Linked DNA regions of Mus musculus: region 1 is linked to region 2. The links are chromatin contacts, called in public Hi-C maps. All regions are on one chromosome and are shown on one strand. The core of a region is the stretch at or near the end of the contact, and the rest is flanking DNA. Distances in the headings are between cores, read along the strand shown. Region 1 overlaps Pde11a (phosphodiesterase 11A). Region 2 overlaps Pde11a (phosphodiesterase 11A).

Evidence for each region. A called contact is a pair of places that touch in the nucleus more often than the background predicts.
Region 1: a Hi-C map of the N1E-115 cell line shows a contact between it and region 2, with 7 times the contacts expected there. The contact joins two enhancer-like sites. A contact is called at or near these places in 3 of 15 datasets of contacts at CTCF or cohesin (the NIH/3T3 cell line, embryonic stem cells and pro-B cells), 17 of 484 Hi-C or Micro-C datasets (the G1E-ER4 cell line, the HPC-7 cell line, the N1E-115 cell line and 9 more), 4 of 115 datasets of contacts at active chromatin or transcription factors (the SCID.adh cell line, embryonic stem cells and microglia) and 1 of 9 other capture datasets (embryonic stem cells).

The regions. Positions count from the first base shown.
Region 1 is chr2:76,107,977-76,112,696 of GRCm38.p6, reverse strand. All of the region lies in intron 10 of Pde11a (phosphodiesterase 11A), which reads left to right. Among named protein-coding and RNA genes, the nearest start is that of Gm52518, 74 kb to the right of the region's middle. Within about 2 kb of position 2,521, at least 18 of the 459 cell types and tissues checked have an H3K27ac peak or open chromatin away from gene starts, as enhancers often do. A contact at or near this core is called in the N1E-115 cell line and the SCID.adh cell line, where this site is marked.
Region 2 is chr2:76,067,094-76,071,607 of GRCm38.p6, reverse strand. The region is part of intron 12 of Pde11a (phosphodiesterase 11A); the gene reads left to right. Among named protein-coding and RNA genes, the nearest start is that of Gm52518, 33 kb to the right of the region's middle. Within about 2 kb of position 1,342, at least 252 of the 459 cell types and tissues checked have an H3K27ac peak or open chromatin away from gene starts, as enhancers often do. A contact at or near this core is called in the N1E-115 cell line and the SCID.adh cell line, where this site is marked.

The DNA.
Region 1 (4,720 bases), core at 1,272-3,771, 40 kb before region 2:
TCAAACCCCAGGACTTCAGGAAAAGCATAAGAATGTTGGGAAAGTGATTTCTCTCCCTTTAAAAGCTTTGTTCTTTGTGTTTTTCAATTCTGTTTTAAAGTGCTGGGAATTATCAGGGAAAGCGACTGCATGTATAAGAAATGTCCTGTACTGTGATCTTAGTCCATGAAGTTGCTTGCTGTTCTAGGAGTCATATCTGCACAGAGATCCGTTTCATCCTCATAGGGAAAGAATGACACAGAGACCTTTGGTTCTGATAGTCATATTAGAATCAAACCATCTGAACTTCTAAAAAGAACAAAGAAAGACCCTGAGTACAGGGACAGAATTCCCCAGCAGGGCAAGGTCCACACAGTAGGTAGGTAATGAGTCCTTACATTAGCCAGATGCTTAAGGAAAAGTCTTAGCGTGGTTCCCCAAAGTGAAAAGGAGAGACAGCACTATCAAGAGGTAATTGCTGCCTCAACCCCAGGAAAGAACAAAGCAATCGAATCCATAGCACTCAGTGCCTATTTGTTGTAGAGGCAAACAGCTGACATACTCTTTTAGTTTGTTTTTGTCTCTGTAACAAAATTCGTAAGACTGTGTAGTTTATAAACAATGGAGGTTACTTAGCTCATGCTGTACAGGTTGAGAAACCCAAGGGCATGACTGACATCTTCTCAGCGTCTGATTTGTGTGCACATGTGTGTGTGTGTGTCTGTGTGTGTGTGTGTGTGTGTGTGTGTGTGTGTGTTGGCTTCTTGCTTCATCACAACATAGCAGAGGGCATCATGTTGCAAGATAGAGCAAGCACTCCAGAGAACTGCTCTAAATCCTTTCCTTCTGGTAAGCCACGAATCCATTCATTCATGAACCAAGGCAGGACCCTCAGGACCCACCCATCTCCCAAAGTCTCACTTACCAACACCACTGCAGTGAGTGCAAATTTCCAACACGTGGAATTTGGGCATTTAAATCATGGTATGTGTTGACTAGGATATGAACTCCATTATGGCAGAGATTTTTCTATATTTTCTTCATGGTTCTATCTCTACTGCATTTCAAAAGTCTTGGACCACAGTGACACTCAGTAAACGCTGTGAATGAATGAGTGAGTGAATGAATGGATGAATGAATGAATGAATGAATGCAAAGAATATCAGTATTCTAGATCTTAAGGCAGTTAGCCTTCAAGAAAATATTAAAACTATGATATGAAATTATTTTAGATGCCAATTTAAATTGCATTTTACTTAATGTATACAAAATATTTAAAGCTTATTTACCTTAGTAAAATTTAGTATTTGTGCATCAAAACACCAGATATTATATGGTAAATCTGTAAAAATTTTATTTTGATCTGTAAATTTGGATAGTTAAATAATAAGGCAAAGGTTTTGTTAGGTAGAAATTTACTTAATGGAAATACCCAGCTCTTGTTAAAAAGATAATATCACATTCTATTATTTCATTGTGGCTGCTATTATGATTATCCTTGTTGCCAAAGCAGGGAAGTAACTAGAAAGAAGACAGCAAAATGCATAATGAACTAAATGTGACCGTAAAAGTCACCCACAGCAACCTCCCAGAAACACAGCAAGCCACACCGGGTCCAGAGCTCTCTGCTTTGTGAAGGTCACTAACCTGCATTCAGGCTTCATTCTTTGCTTTAGAGCAAACAGAACTCCAGTGTCTTAGAACACACCATGCTTTTCTATTATGAGCTCCAAACATACTAAAAATATGAAGTATTTAAATTTGAGAACAAAGGGTTATTTCATCTTAAAACCATCAAGATTACTAACTGAGCTGATTTATTCCAGATTGTATCCCAAAAGATATTATAATGTATCCTATTATATCCTATTATAATGTAATTTAGATATAGTAGTAATGTCAACCAAATGGTTTTTCCTTGATATATAAAGTAAATAAAACATTACCCTAATTGATGGCTTGTGTCTATTGTAACTGCAGCAATAACATTAAAATATAGTATGCTTAGAATAATCCTGTGTATAGTCATGGGACATTTATGAAAACTTCAGACTCAGTTGTATACAGCTAAGTAAATAACTGAATAAGTACTTTATTTTCACCAGTATATACAGACAAGACACATATACATACAACTGTGTTGTGACATATTATCTTTAGTGCATTTGAAAGTATGCATAATTTTCTTTTAAACAGCATAGAGATTTAAATCTGGAATCAGTGTTATCCATAGATTTCCTGAGTTAAAGGATAGTTAAAAGATAGTTAAAGAATAGTCCTAATGTTCACTCTACTTAGCTGGACCAGTGCTCAGTGAATCAGCGATGACCCCAGAGTTTGGGAAGATATTATTTAATTATCTGGTGTTAGAAAAGATCTGGAGCTCAGATACACACAGGCAAATGACAGGTCTCAAAAGAAGCCCTAGATGCAGAAATGTCCCAGAGACCAGCAAGATGTGGCCATGTACATGAGTCTAAGAGCCTTTCTAATCACTAGTGTTCTAGTGGAAGCGAGTTCACATGCCTCCCTATCTGCACGAGTCCAGGCTCAGCATTCGAGACAGCTCTTGGATCTGTCTCGCCCCTCAGCCACCCATGGGTCCTTGTTCTTAGCTGCGAACGTGAGCGGAAGCGAAAGCCTGATGGCTAGGATGGTTTCTGCTTATGCCCGACTTCAGATATCTCAGCCTCCAGAGGGCCATCTGCACACATCAGAGACCAAAAGCTTCACTGCAGAGCAGAGCAGGGACGCATTCCTGCCAGGGTGACATCAAGGGCTGGGAAGGACAGTGCAGGTGGAGAGGCTGCTGGGTAAGGACTGGGAAGGCACATTCTGAAGACCTCAGTCAGCAGTGTGAGCGAGCACCAGTACTACAGAGAGTGGAGAGTGAGATCTGTGCCCTTCCTTACTCGTAGTTTATAGCCGTTTATACACATAGAGGGCGTGGCCGAGAGGGGAGCCAACTGCACATGAGATAAAGCTGCAGTCTGTCCTCGTGCCTGCTGGTTCTGTTTCACATTGCTTCACCTGATTCTATCTGTGATTTCCTTTATTCTGATTCCTCCTACTTGTCTTGTTAAGAAGAATTCAAAGCAATGTGTTGTGGCAGGCAGGAAAACAGGATTGCAGTTAGTCTCTGCCTTGTTTCTGTGGCTGTGTCCAAACACCCCATAAAAGCAACTTAGAGGGGAACGAGTTCATTTTAGCTCACAGCTCAGGGTACAGTCGGCTACTGCAGGGACGTCCCGGGGGCAGGACCTGGAGGCAGCTGGTCAAGGCCACACAGTCAGGAGCAGGGAGAGGAGGAGAGCAGGCCTGCACGTGCCCAACTCAATACCTCTCTCCATTCACACAGTTCAGGGTCCCCCACCACGGCAATGGTGATGCCCACAGTAGCTGGGGCTTCCTACCTCAGTTGGCATACTCCAGCTAATGCCTAACAGACACTCTCCACAGGCTGACCTTGTCTAGACAAACCCTCCCTGAGAATCTCCTGGCAGGTCAGACTAGATTGTCTCTAGCTAGCAACTAAAACTGACGCTCACTGACTTGAAAGCCAGTGTCCCAACGCTGCCCAACAAGTGGATTGTGCTTCTTCCAGAAAGTCAGAGCTCAGGCTTATTTTCCCTAGTTCTGATATTATTCATACCTCAGGAAATAGTCTTGTTTGTAGGGCCACTCATACACACACAAAGATCCCAAACTGCCAGGTACTAATAAATTATCTGCTTCTTGAAGTCTGATTCTGATTATAGCGTCGATAAATTATCCTTTATGGGCTGATTGCCCTGTGCATTAATGAGCAGGCCAAGATCCAAAGAGTGTTTTCTTTTTCCTCATTAACATTTACTGTTCCATGAACTTGAAATGAGAAAGTGACATAGAGAAAATTTGTGCAGATTTTAGTGCCCGTTTACGTCTCTTCAGCACTGCGCTAACAGGAATAGCATATAAAGACCATATTGACAATTAGATCTCTTCAAAGACGGCTAGTTTAAAGGCTTTTAATAACCTGAAGATGCCAGCTGTGATAACGTGAGAAAATGAGCTCAGCACACCAATTATACACTCCCGTGGTTTTACACACTTTTCCTTGGATTCCGTTGCAATAGACAGAGCTAATGGTTATCACCACCTACCGCCAGTCTGTCCGTTAGCATCAACCTGTGGACTTTCTTAGGCTGTATTGCCTCCTTCAGTCATCCCTTATTCCAGTTCAGAACTGCCTGGGTTACAGCTGTAGTCAATGACGAGGTTCGTTTACGGCCCTATAACTGCCTCAGTAATTAAAGGCCAGTAACTCAAGGTGGATGTTTGAGTCTGGACCGCCTCTTCCATCATCCAGGTTTTCAGTATTAATGCTCAAGCCACAAACTGACATCATGGCAAAGTAAATAAAACACCAAGAATAGACACTTCTTGTGGCATTTGCATATGGAGATAAGAGCAAAGGAAATGGTGAGACATGGTGTCGAAGGTCAAAGGGCATCCTCATCACCTAGTCTAGATTTAAGAGATCACGTCCATTCCCGGGGTAAAATCGAGTGGTGAAGCAGCTTCAGGCCTCAGGATCACCCACCAATGTTGCTGTGGTAATCTACTGGGGTTCTTCAGGAGCAATCGGGAGTGAGGAATCCTACTCTCCCTTTGTGGACCGGTGCTGGGACGATTTACACTGATTAGCTCAAGAAAGTATTTCTGTCCCTGGTAGTCACAGCACAAGATGGCCTCCTTCCTG
Region 2 (4,514 bases), core at 93-2,592:
AAGCTAGTTTTCAGGGCTGAGGCTTCCAGGTCAGTTCTAGCTTTATTCCTGCAACGACTATATCTGACGTATGTAGCATCTCTAGGAACAGGCCTTGCCTGCAAGTTCTGAGAGGCAACCACTAGCTACAGCAATAAGCTGTGTTATTTTGGAAGTTTCTTCCAACTCTCTTGACCAACAAATCTAGAGAAAGTTTTCCCTGCCTGTCTAGCATTGGGTGTTTTGTTAGATAGTCTAAAGCTCCTGAGAGAATAGTATCACTCCCAAGTGTCACTTCATTTAAACTGTATAGATACATATACACACACACACACATGTTGCATATTTGTGTGTTTTAAGAAACATAAAAATGTTTCCCTACAATTTTTTTCAAACACCCTTAATGCTATGTATCCCTCCTCCCTCCCTCTCCCTCTGTGCGTCTCTCCCTCCCCTCTTCCCAGTTAAACCCCCCATCTCCTCGTTTCTATGTACACAGCATCTGTGTTCCACAGCATCCGCTCTCCAGACCTCCACCCCTCCCCACAACCCCAGTTTCCCTTCCTCAATTCTGTGGTCACATTAGGTTGAACTTTTGATCATCTTGCCTCTGCTTCTCAAGTTACCACCAGCCAACAGGAAGAAAGGCAGGGAGGGAGGGAGCAAAGGAGGGAGGGAAGGAGAGAGGAAGGGAGGGAGGGACAGAAAAAGAGAAGGAAGAAAGGAGGGAGGGAAGGAAGGAAGGAAAGAAGGAAGGAAATTTTTGACTGAAAGGACGCCCGATGTGTGCTGGAATTTCCTCTAGATGGCGCTCCAAGGCAAAGTTTCCCAACCAATCCGGAGGCGGGGTGTTGGGGGGGGGGGGGGAGGAAGCAGTGAGCGGTCAAACCTTGACCAACCTTCCTTGAAAGTGCTTCTTTTCTTCTGGCGCGACAGATTCAGGCCAGTGCAAAAATAAATGTTTTCTTTAAAATATTCACCAACAAAGCCGGTCTGTCGGAACAGAGCCCCTTCTATGAAGATGGGCCTGTTTTATGACTGTGCGTTAGCAAGAAGAATCCTGCCTCCTCCACGTGACTTGAAATTTGATCGCGCATTTTCCTAACCCCATTGTCTAGGAGAAGGGGGAAGTTGCGCAGCTGGGCACTGCTGAACGGGTTTGGAACCACAAACTTCTGGACACTCACATGCATATTTGCACCAACTTCCTAGCTTTTATCTCTAAAATTATTTCACACAGAGAAAATAAGATTATTCACTCAAAATGGTTTGCAACAGCATCCAGCCTCATGTTTAGGAAACCAAATAACTTTAGCTCCTTAGAAATCAAAGGAAACAAAGGGGAAGTTTATAGCACGAGCAGTTTTATTCAGACGTGGGTGGATATTTCATTCACCCAGAAACCCATTGATCGATTATTGATTTGTTCCATGCACCTCGCTGGAAATTTTTTTAAAATTGCGGAATCAAAGCTTCAAGGTTACCTTTTATTTGAAGGAAATACCTATATAGTTAATTTTTTTTCCTGAGCTTTGCCTTCCTCTAATAAATATACTAGATAATGCTTTCATCAACCATGGCTAGACAGAGACTAAAAACCTATATACCAATGGTATCTATACAAATTCTCATTGTTTATGTAAGGAGAAAGGAATGCTAGCCCGTTGTGCACATGTGTAATGAAAGATTATGACCAGGGCTCCTGTACTGACAGGGTAAACCAGATATAGGAATGGATTTTTTTTTTTTTTGCTTGTATTCTGTAGACTAAAAGGCGTGCCTTGATGTCTAAGTTACAGACATACTTTTTGTTTGCATTATAAATGGTGTGTACTCTGACAGATTTTCCAAGGGGAACAGAAAGGGTCCTTAAGAGTCAGGATTCTTTAGTGTCTTATAAATAGACTCTTTATCACCTAGGGCATTGCCCTGCTTCCCGTAGGGCTCAATAAAGATTAATTGAATGAGTGAATTTATCTTAGGGAAATATTATTTGAAGAACTATGTTGCTCAGCGTCCGGGATTTTGGTTTTTGGTTTTTTTTTTTTTAAGCACTATAATGACGAACAACTTTCATTGCTCAAAATCTCGCTCTTATCGCATCACGCTAAGGTTCAGCTAGGGTTCATATAGGATATTATGATCTTGCAGAATTCGCTGGCTGTGAAAAGGGAAGAGCACGTGATCACATTAAAATTTATGGTGGTGCTGGCGGCATGGCGCTGGTGGGGACCGGCAGTTAAACACTAATAATAACCAAGTGTCACGGCACACACATTGACACCTCCTGACATTTACTGGGGATCCTAAATCTTCAGTGTGGAGGTAGTGTTCTTCAGTCCACCTTTGTGTTGTCAACAAGGTTATTTGGGGAGATAGCCACGCCATTTTATCAATAATTCAAGCTGGAGAACAGAAGGGACACTTAGGGGGGAAATCTGTCCCAGCCTCAAGCTGGAGCATCTCACGCGGTCTAGTGACTGACGTTCTCAGATAAGTCCTGATCCTTGAGGTCAAAAAATTTCCCCCAAAAGGAATCTCTCTGGAATACAATTAGAGCTCTTTGTTTGCCCCCTTGGGAAGGACAGAGGCAGCCAGTTGTTAAATAAAACATTTCAGTAGCCAGAACCCGCATCAGGAGACAGAATCAAATTCCTTGTGTCATTGGCAGGTTACAATAAGTTCTGTGACTGGCTGCACTGAAGTAAATGGTAATCATGTCTGAGGTCTCCAAAAAGCATCCTCCCTCGCACCACCTCGCCAGTGTACGTAATCACACTTCCCTTAACAAAACTGCTGTGTTCTGTAGCTTTGCTATAGTAGTAAAATCAAATTTGCACGTTGGAAAAAAAACATTTAAATCTTCACGTAGATGTAACAGAAACATGTGGCAAATTTTGTATTTAGGGAAGGAGTGGTGTTTAATGTTTCTGCAGAACATCAGCTGTGGACCTCATAAATTATCAGTGGAATGGACCAGTTGGAGACAGTGGTTCAGGCAAGTTTAAGGTTCCTGCCCTTCAGTTGTGTGAAATGGCTTTTATTTTTACTCTTTCCACCTGCATCGCAGAGCCTCCATCAGGCACTCCGTGCTTCTAACTGGCTTTCTCTTTATTCACATCTATTTTACAAAAGAAAAAAAGGCAAGGCCACACATAATTAAGAACCTGGTGCGCTAATAACCAAACATACAACGGGGCAGAAGGATCGTCCAATCCATTTCCTCTCACAGGAGAGTAACCTCCATAACTCACTTTAAGCATCACCGTTCGTGAGTTATGGGTCATTCCTCTCCTAGCGAAAATAAATTCTCCCGCACCATGAGCCTGCACTGGGTATTTTTCTTAGGACATGTAAATTGTAAAAGTGTACGGACATAATCGTGTCTGACATTACCAAGAAACTGTAAGCCCTGCTCCTGGGCACAGGCTTATAAGGAAATGCATGCAGTTTGGGGTCTGGGGTTGTCTAGTTACAAATTGGGATTCTTAAGGTTTTGGTTTTGGTTTTCAGAGTGAGTTTATTCTTGAGGTTTTTATGGTGTTGGTAAACTGCTTAATCTGTCGCTTTGTGTTTTATGATGCCAGCCCAATCCTTCAGGTCAGAGAGACCCAGCAGCCATCCATCACGGCTTCCATTTTCTGCACTGTTTAGCTTGCTAGTGCCACTTTCTTGGGACTGAAACCTGGCACCTAAGGGTGTTAAGTGAGGGGCTTTAAAAAGTTTTAAATTTTCACAGGTCTCATATTTAATCCTGGTTCACTGGTGGCAAATAAAGTGTGGGGTAAGCTTTGAAGAGTCCCTGTATTCTTGAAATCCATCAACTGGGTCTTTTGGGATGCTTCAAGAGATCTGGCTTTCTGCACAATTAATATGCATCAAGTGATCTCTCTGTGTGCTCAGACACCTGTGATATTATAGTGTGCTCACTCGTAATTTATCGTAAATAAAATATAAACTGTATTTCTAAACATACCCCACCAAAAAAAAAAAAAACCCCAAAGACACACGTTCTTAATGCTAAAAGCTAAGGCTTTGGGAATCCAGTGATCATCTTTTGGTTCTTTGCAAAATGCACGCAGTAGATGTGAAAGAGACACGGGTCTGTATTTTGTGCATCCAACCCTCAGTTTCCTTGAGCATTCTTCCAGGTTGACGTCCCTTTTAATTGATGCATTATTCATTTTTAAAATCTGAATTCTTTTTTAACATTTTTAAAAGATTATATATTTATTTATGTTTATGTGCTCAATTTGCACGTGTACCTTCGTGCCAGAAGAGGGCACCATACCCCATTACAGATGCTTGTGAGCCACCATGTGGTTGCTGGGATTTGAACTTAGGATCTCTGGAAGAGCAGTCAGTGCTCTAACTACTGAGCTAGCCTATGATGCCTCTTCTTAAGCCTTGCTACAGCACTTGGTTGGGGTTTCCCTCTTAGCATTCTGTTCTTCTTTTTGCACATTTTACCAAAATGTGAAAGAAGAAATATGTTGTCTGATTTTTATATGACTACACCAGGACTTTCAGAGAAT